Linked DNA regions of Mus musculus: region 2 is linked to region 1. Evidence: chromatin contacts called from public Hi-C data. All regions are on one chromosome and are shown on one strand. The core of a region is the stretch at or near the end of the contact, and the rest is flanking DNA. Distances in the headings are between cores, read along the strand shown. Region 1 overlaps 9330179D12Rik (RIKEN cDNA 9330179D12 gene). Region 2 has its middle 8.4 kb from the start of Gm52919.

Region 1 (4,381 bases), core at 726-3,225:
ACCGGCAGAGTGCTCAGAAATGGGGAGCCAAGGTAAACCTTCCTCCTTGAAACTAAACAGCTTGCATGTTGGTTCCGGTGCCAGAAAGCTGACCTGTGTGTGTGCTGTCCATGCAGAGTCTACGTACACATGAGTTTAGCTCTCATGCATGTGCACGGCAAATGTGCCTGCTACCCAGGAAGGTTAGAAGAGAGGGCTTAAGAGCCCTAGGAACCTGGCTTACAGATGGTCTTAAACCGCCATGTAGGTGCTGAGAACTGAACTTGCGTCCTCTGCAAGAGTACTCAGTGTATTTAACCACTGAGTATTTCCTGATGTATTTCTAAGGACATGGAAAGCAACGTGCATGGCTATGTATATGCTGGGGGGAAATCTTGCAAAGGTACTCACCTTTTCAGCTGAGGACAGAAAGTGAAGTAAAGCCAAGACCTTAAAGAGTATACAGATTGCTGAAGGCATGCTGTAACAGACACAAAGTCCCTCCATAAAGGCTGGGAGACATATGGTCTCAGACAATTTAAAGAACTGCCTGTCTGAGCATCACCCGAACACGAAAACCCCACAGACCCTTCGGAGGAAGTTGTAGATGACCAAAAACATAGACTTCACACAATCTGTAGAGGAAAGTCACTTAAGGAAAAACACAGCCTCAACAGAGCTCCAGCAAGGGTGAGGGCAAGTGAGAGGTCCTACTTCAGTGTAGAAGGTGGGGGGAGATGGAGGAAAACACCTGACACCAATCTCTGGTCTCTACGCACACACACACACATATACATGCACACGGCTGTGCGTGCACGTGCATAATTTCACATTACACACAAACACATGCACAAAGAGAAAGTCAAGGAGGAATTAAGGTATTTTCGGATAAACAAAAACTGACAGACTTTATTGCTAGGGGATCACATAGAAAGTACCGACTGGAAGCTAGAAGTGTGGATCAGTGCGAGTACACACAGTTGGCACACAAAGAGGTGCTGTGTTAGATGTCTAGCACAGGAAGGGAGAGAGTCGGGGAAATATTGAGAGCTCTTGCAGCCTCAGTGAAAGGACACTAGGCAGTAACTCAAATCCACACAAATCCAGGCACCCAAATAGAATTAGGCAGGAAAATAAAAATAAAATATACATGTTGATTTTTTTCTTTTATATAAACATTTTCTTCTGATTTAATTAGTACTTATAAAATGCCATTGATGACATCATGTATAAAGATGTAATTTGTATAATGACAACAGCACAGAGAAGAGGGAGTGGTGTACGGGTGTTAAGTTTTTGAATGCTGATGTTAAATTGTAATTACTCACGCTTTGTTGTTTTAGGATCTTAATTGTAAAGCCAACAATATTCAGTAAAAGAAAACTAACAAAACAATATATCTGCAAAATTAAACAATAAAATACTTCAAATGCCATATAGTACCTGTTAAACATAAAATGGAACTCTGATGGGAGAAAAGAAAAAAAAAAAAAAAACCTCTCATTCTTTCTAAGAACGATAGGACAGAGGACAAACACGAACACTGCCTTAGTAATCATTACATTAACTGTAAATGGGCTAAATAAATGCTCTAATTAAAGAAAACAGACAAGTAAAGAAACATGCTCCAGATATGATGTGCTGCCTGTCAGGGACATATTTTAGATGCCAAGAAAAGTATGTTTAAAGTAAGAAGTTGGAGCCTGGCACTGTAGCTCAGTAGTGCTAGAATGTATTCATGAGGCCATGGGCTCAATTCCCAGTGTCACAGAAAAAAAGGTTAAAAGATGGAAAAACATGCACACACACATAGAGGAGACCTGGAGTGGGTGTGCTCACTCCAGACAAAACAGACTTTCCTGCAGGAAAGAGCACTGTGCACTGAGGAAAAGGGAAACCATCCTGGAAGACCTAGCAACTGTAGCATGCATGCACAGAAACCCAGAGCTGCCAATTAGACAGGAAACATTGTTTTGTCTGTGGCAAAAGCTTCCCCCCCACCCCAGCTCTCTTCTAGTCTCCGGAACTTGCACAATGTAAATCTAACCACTCTCTGACAAGGCAGGGTTTCGGGTGCTTGGAGCCAACTCATATCCCTTCTCACTCTCCAACCCATGCCACACCAGCCCCATGCACATTTTCCTAAGATACGATTCCATTTTTCTGTGAAGAGAGCTACTGTGACATTAATGAGAAGAGGCGATACCCCTTGCAGAATCTCCAATTTGGACAGAAGCTAAAACGATCTTATGCAAACCTGTTTTTGTTTATAGTGTGCTACATTTATATTATGTTTATATATATTGCCACCCCTTTGGGGTCAAATGACCTTTTCACAGGGATCGCCTAAGAGCACCTGCATATCATATATTTACATTATGATTTATAACAGTATATATCGATCGAGCAGGCTAGATCTCAAATGGTTACTCACCTGCCTACCCCATAGGGCTACTAAGTGTTTTCTTTTGTGTTCTACTGGGGATGGGATGGGGTAGAAGAGGTGAGGGAAGGAGTGATCCTTCATTTGAGTCATGCTGACATTCTTTAAGGTTTATTTTGTATTTATGGCTATGTGCATGCAAGTAGTGTGGGTCTCATAAATTCATGTTCCCAAGGAGCTAGGAAAGGATGTCACATCACCTGGAGCTGGCGTTATGGGCAGGTGCGAGCCACCTTACATGGCTTCTGGAAACTGATGGGATCTAGGAACTAAGCTCTGCTTCTCTGCCTGGAAGAGCAGCAGGTGCTCTTAACAGCTGAGCCATCTCTCCAGACCCAGCATGGTATACATTATCTCAGATTTGCTGTGGAAGGAAAAGCTAAGGGTAGTTAGAAGAATTGCATTGAGCATTGAAAATTTGGCTCTTCTTTTGAAACCAGTCATCAAGTTCTTGGATAAGTCACTTCAAAATAAAAGGCCTTGGGGGAATGTAGCTGGTGAAGTGGTCGAGAGCTTGCCTAGCATATGAAAGGACCAAGATACACCCTGAAGTACCAAATGTTAACAATAGCAATAGCGGTAAGAAGTCGTGCCGTACTACCACAGCATCTTTTGAGTGTATATAGTCAGTGTGCTACATGTTATCTATGAACATATGCAAATGAGGTTTGAGAATTAAAGTTGCTGATAGACTCATGGGTTAGGGGTTTGATTGCCTGCTAATGATCTATTGAACAATGATCCAGGAGGCTCTGATCTCAACAATGGATTAATCCCATCATAGTTTCCTAAAATGATAGCATTATTGGTAGGTGGTGAAGTACAGGAAGCAAGACTTAGTTGAGGAAGTGGGTCATCATACCCTGACCCGGTCCTGTAATCCGGTGATTCCAAAGGGGTTGTGATCCCTTTGGGGTTGAATGGCCTTTTCACAGGGGTCACCTGCATATCCGAAATTTACATTATTGTTTATAACAGTAGCAAAATTGCAGGTATGAAGTAGTAACAACGATTTTATGGTTGAAGGTCACCGCAGTTGTCACAGCATTAGGAAGGTTAAGAAACACTGTGTTAATCTCCTTTATCTCTAACTCCTGGTCACTGTGATAGGAAACTGCTCTGCTCTGCCGGGCCCAGCATGGTGAACGGACACCTTTGAAATTAGGAGCCCAAATCTGTCCCTCTGCCCTTAAGTTATTAGCTTAGAGTTTGGTCACAAGCTAAAAACTAATTAGCAAAACACCAGGAGCCTCTTCTATGGACCACCACTCCCTTTCCGTACAGAGTCTCCATAGTGTCTGGGATGTGTATATACATCCTCTGAAAACTAGAGAGCCCCCAAGGCCCTCACTGCTGCTTAGTACAAGACCAATGGGGCTCAGGTCTGCAAGTCCTCTCCCAAACCACACTTACACTTTGGCCAAACCAACTTCACCTCTACATTTTTCTCCAAATTTCCTGCAGGCAGGGTTTCAACATTTGAAGGTGATGATGGATTCCATGTGTCTGAGGTTGGGCCATCGCCTGTTGAGTGAATGAGAATGAGAAGCCGTGGGTACATCTCAGGTGGTGCTGTGGGTGAGCTTTGCTGATAATGGCACAGCTCTGCAGTGTTCCCAAGCACGGGCATCATGGACCACAACAAACAGGCTACTGAGGAGGCAAAGGAGGAAGTGAAGGGAATCTTGGGACTACTGGATGGATACCCACTTGATGGTAAAAACTTATTTGGTAGGCAAATGGTAGTACTGTCTGACACCGTGCCATCTTAACCCCGTAGGGCTTTATAAACAGGTCTTGGAACTGTCTTTTTTTTTTTTATTTTTAAATTGCTTTTTAGTTATGTGTAGGTGGATGGGTATGTACATGTAGATAAATGTGTGTGCCCCTGAAGGCCAGAAGAGGACATTGAATCCTCTGGAGTGTTCAGTACTGTCTGTTGGAGAGGGAGATGGTGAA
Region 2 (4,493 bases), core at 1,912-4,411, 160 kb after region 1:
TACAGTGTCACAGATCGCTCTAGGGCTGTGTGGGGCTGCCGCAGACACTGGAGGAGACCAAGTCCCCTGCCTTGTTTGCATGACCCTCCTATAGTTTCCTCTCTACCCATCCTTCCTGATTCAGCCTGAAAGATATGCAAAGGCTTCCGACAATTTTTAGGCAAGACTCCAGCAAATGCATTTTGTATCATGATCTAGAACACGCACAATCATACAAGCACATGTATTTTGTGAAGCATATGCATGCATGTACTTTGAGGTCTTCTGTTCCATTCTATGGTCACCTATTCCATCTTTCAGTGTTAATGACTCTCACTCTGAAACCCGAAGTCTGAAAGGCAATGTTCTTCACTGCTGATCTCCCCCAACAATTCAAGCTGCTCTCCACTCCCTAGGAACGAGCTCCAACATCTTTATCACAACCAACCATCCCATGCAGCTTCAGTTCGGCCAATCAACTGAGCTGTTGACACGTCCGGCACCTGACTACTGTGCATGTCGTTCCTCCTAGCCTACACATGCAACAGAAAACCTCTTTCCTTCCTTGTGGGGCATTGCAGATGTGGTCCCTCCGAGAGCTGTTTTGTGCGCCCCAGCAGAACCAAACTTCATTATGTTTCCATGGTCTTCAGGAATTCTTTCTTTCTTTCTTTCTTTCTTTCTTTCTTTCTTTCTTTCTTTCTTTCTTTCTTTCTTTTTTTTTAATGTAGCACAAAATGACTGCATGGCCCTGCTCATGTGTGAGAGAGAATGAGACAGAGACAGGGAGAGACAAGAGAGTGAGTGCGCATGAAAACATGTAGATGAATGCAGAGGTCAAAGGTCGACTGATGTTGGGCATCTTCCTCGATTGCTCTCTTCCATCTCATTTTTTTTTCTTTGAGTCAAGGAACTGAACTGGAGTTTATTGATTTGGTTAGTCAAGGTGGCCAGCAAGTTCTGGGCATCCTCCTGTCTCAGCTTCCCTAGTGCTGCAATTACAAATGCTAGCTTTTTACCAGGGTGCTGAGGACCTCCTCGGGGTCCAACTGAACCAATTCCCCAGCAGAAGGAATTAAAAAAAAAAAAACCCTTTCCTTTGTGATTATGGCCCTTTCTTTCCTTCAGCTTGTTCCTTTCCTCCTACCTCAATAAATGCCTCACAGAAGCAGGGAGATCTGAAGGGGTGAGAAAGAAATTGTCCCGTCTGGTTTGGCTTCATTTTCTTTACCAAGGTCTACAAGCTTGTCCAAGGTGCAGCACAATCCATTTGACTCAGAGGATGTTGGAAGGAGCTAGCTGAGGTGGAGACATGAAGATGGGGGTGGGGTGGGGAATGGTGGCCAGCTGAGGGGGCCAAGGCAGGGCAAGCTCCAATGTGAAGAAATGAAGGAAACAATACTGATTCCCAGGCCGACATGGAAACCTTGTTACCAAACAAGTGCTCTGTGGCAGTCTCAGCTGATGGGCAGCAGACACCCAATTTCTATCCATCTGTAGAATGGGATGAACAATTTGTTACCACCATCTACTTAAAAATAATGCTGAAGGGCTGGCAAAGATGACTTGGGAAGTGGGGGTGGTAAAGGCACTGGCTACCTAGTCTGATGACCTGAGTTCCAGTTCCAGAAATCACAGGATGGAAAGAGAGAAAGTTGTCTTCTGGCTGCCATAAGCAGCATCTCAAATAAATAAACAAACAAATAAATATTGTAACAAGCAAACAAACAAAAACTTCAACATAAATAACTGCCTAAAGAGCCCCGGTGTTCAGCAGTTCTAAAGTAATGGTGTATATATTTAATCATGGAGATCAGGGCTTGGGGAGGTCAGGGGATGTTAGGAAGGCAATGGGATTAACACATCTTTACAGCTAGGGAAGAGGAGACCAAGGCAGGCTAGTGACCTGCCCATGGTCACAGCCGATGAGCAGCAGAGAACAGAGCTTTTTATGGCAAACCACGCTGGTAACACAGAGAAGCACCCTGTGCTCCCATGAAATGCAAGGCTTTAAGGGCTCCACTAAAGCCCCCTAAAGCAGGCAAAGCACTGCCGCCTGCCTTGTCTTCCGAGGGAGGCTTCCCAAGCTAGCAGCCCTGCCCATAACGCTCTGCCACATGCCACATCCACTAATGGTCTCTTCGCAGTATTGTGGCCGTTACCAAGTGCCTAAGCTATTAACTCACCAGCAGCAGGTGCCAAATTGCCTCTTCTTCTGCACAAGATGTTCATTTAAAACCAAATTACACGTAAATCCTCAAGTGCCTGCTTATTTCCTTCAGCCTTTAGCCTTTTTTTTTTTTTTTTTTGGTGGCCCCCACCCCCTTCACACCCGGCTGCTGGATGTCTCTGAGATGACACGTGGCGTCTCTCCGCAGTTGTGTAGTGAGAAACCGGGCTGTGTGAACCCCAAGCTCGTGGGCTTCCCGAGGGGCACAAATAGAACTGGAAGGATGCTTCGGGACGCTTCCACATCAACTTGACCCTCTTCCGTGGAAACTGAGGCCAAGAATGCAAAAAGGGCTTGCCCAAGCAAGCTGGAAAGACCAAACTAGCATAAGTCTTTTGCTTTGCCAAAGAGGAATCTAAGCTTAGAGAGGTGGTAAGTGACCACCCCTATGCTGGATCCAAGCCTGGAATCTGAGAGGGCCAAGAGGCAGCCCTGGGAAGCAAGCCTTCCTGCTGTCTTATGGCGCTGCGTCCCCTGAGGCCTGGGTGCCCCCTGGCCCTTGTGTGCAATGCTGAAGTCGCTATGGGGCACGCGATGGGGGCGGTGGGGGGAAGAGGGCTAGGGTCCTGACCCTGCAGAAATCAGCTTCGAGGAGGGGCCCCACCTCAGAGTTAAAGGGGCCTCTGGTTGGGGACCCCGGACAGGGTCCGAATGCCTTCCCCCATTCAGTAGGATTATCCCTTTTGAATTGTTGGGGGCGGAAAAAAAAAAAAGCTACAGCTAGCGAACCCTGCCTGACAACACCGAAGGAATTTTTCCCAGGGATCAGCCGAAAGCTGACTCACATTTAAAGACTTGCCCAAAGTGGTCATGCCCCTCTGAGCAAATACCACAGGCATGTAAAACCTCGCTCCCCGCGGCCTCCGGCGGCCGCCCATTGGAGCGGCGCGGCGCCTCTTGGGCCACGCTCAGCCAATCGCAGCGCCGCGGCGCCGGGTTGCTAACCCGGCTGCGGGTCGGCGGCAGGCGCGGGCCGGGAGCTGTCACCGCTTGTTTCCTGTCCCGGGGGCGGGCGTGCAGCGGGTGGGAGGCCCAGGCTGTTTGTTTAGGCAGGTAAGGCCTGCTAAGGGAAGCAAAAGATCCAAGGCGGAGCCACCTACCCGGGAGCCCGCCGTAGGGCCTGGGAGAGTGCAGGCTTCAGGCAGGCTAGGGTGCATTCCTGGGCTGCCGCCCCACGCTTCCAGGGGCCCCGGTCTGGGCGACCCCTCTGCTATCAGGATGCTTGCAAGTCCCGCTCCCATTAGTCATTCCGTGACATCACCACCAGAACCCCAGCAGAGGGCAAGCCGGCCAGGGTATCACCCCAAAGAAGTGAAAGGGTTCTGGCCTGGCCACTGCCTGATCCAGGAATCAGCGTGCCATCTTCATTTGAGACAAGGCTGTTCTCTCCTAGCCTTGGCTGGCCAAGAAAGAATTCACCCTACAGCTCAGGGAGGCCTAGAATTTGTGAGGGCTTTTTTTTCTACCCTAGCCTTTAGAGTGGAAGTGCAGGAAAGATTACAGGCATGAGCCCTTTATGCCCGGCACAACCGTAGCTCTTGTCTTCTGTCAACCTAAATACATTTTTTTGTTGTATGGGGTTGTTTTTGAGATAGTGTCTCGTGTGTCCCAGGCTGGCCTTAAATCTACTGAGGATGACCTAAAATGTCTGATCCACCTCCCGGTTGCTGGGATTGTGGGACTATACAGTTAACACTTGGTTTTATGCAGTGCTGTGGATCAAACCCAGGGTCTCCTGCGGGCCAAGCAAGCGTGTCACTGAAGACCTAGAGCTCCCAGTCCTGTTTGCTCATCTCTAAAATGAGATATGTAGGCCAGCCCTCTTCCCAGGCCCTGGCTCAAAGCCTGGTTCTTATCTGGAGTATGCAAGGAACGTTGAGGTTTGATTCCAGTCCCTCTGTTCCGATTTCCCACAGAACCCCCCAAGTGCTTTCTTATTTGGCACATGGCATCTAGCCATTGAGTCAAAACAGAGGGTCCTCTCTTCCCTTCCAGCCTCCCTTCTGTCCAGCTGTGCAGCACAGTTTCATATCCCCTCTGCTTGCCTCTAGCGTTTGCACCACCTGCCCCATCACTTAGACACACCATGTTTCTTCCCTTGTCTGTTTTCCAGGTCTCTGCAGAAATGGTCCATTCTCTCTGTGCCTTAATTTTCTGTAGGTCCCGTTGCTGTCATTTATGTGGCATCCCAAACCACAATTGTAGTTTCTTCTGTTAGACAGGATAGGAACCACTGTTGGTTTGTTTTGTGCACCTCTTTAGTTCCTAGCATGTGATAATTATT

The links. Hi-C and Micro-C count contacts between places; a contact is called where the count stands out from the background.
Region 2: a Hi-C map of bone marrow-derived macrophages shows a contact between it and region 1, with 41 read pairs. The contact joins two enhancer-like sites. A contact is called at or near these places in 13 of 39 promoter capture datasets (the HPC-7 cell line, HPC-7-derived erythroid cells, cranial neural crest and 8 more), 29 of 484 Hi-C or Micro-C datasets (the C2C12 cell line, CD4 T cells, CD8 T cells and 17 more), 38 of 115 datasets of contacts at active chromatin or transcription factors (CD8 T cells, the HPC-7 cell line, VIP interneurons and 27 more) and 1 of 9 other capture datasets (macrophages).

What each region holds. Positions count from the first base shown.
Region 1 is chr6:127,163,861-127,168,241 of GRCm38.p6, forward strand. The region is part of intron 1 of 9330179D12Rik (RIKEN cDNA 9330179D12 gene); the gene reads left to right. It also overlaps the pseudogene Gm18995. Among named protein-coding and RNA genes, the nearest start is that of Ccnd2, 15 kb to the left of the region's middle. Within about 2 kb of position 1,976, at least 15 of the 459 cell types and tissues checked have an H3K27ac peak or open chromatin away from gene starts, as enhancers often do. A contact at or near this core is called in the HPC-7 cell line, bone marrow-derived macrophages and effector CD8 T cells, where this site is marked.
Region 2 is chr6:127,327,275-127,331,767 of GRCm38.p6, forward strand. No RefSeq gene overlaps it. Among named protein-coding and RNA genes, the nearest start is that of Gm52919, 8.4 kb to the left of the region's middle. Within about 2 kb of position 3,162, at least 227 of the 459 cell types and tissues checked have an H3K27ac peak or open chromatin away from gene starts, as enhancers often do. A contact at or near this core is called in the HPC-7 cell line, bone marrow-derived macrophages and effector CD8 T cells, where this site is marked.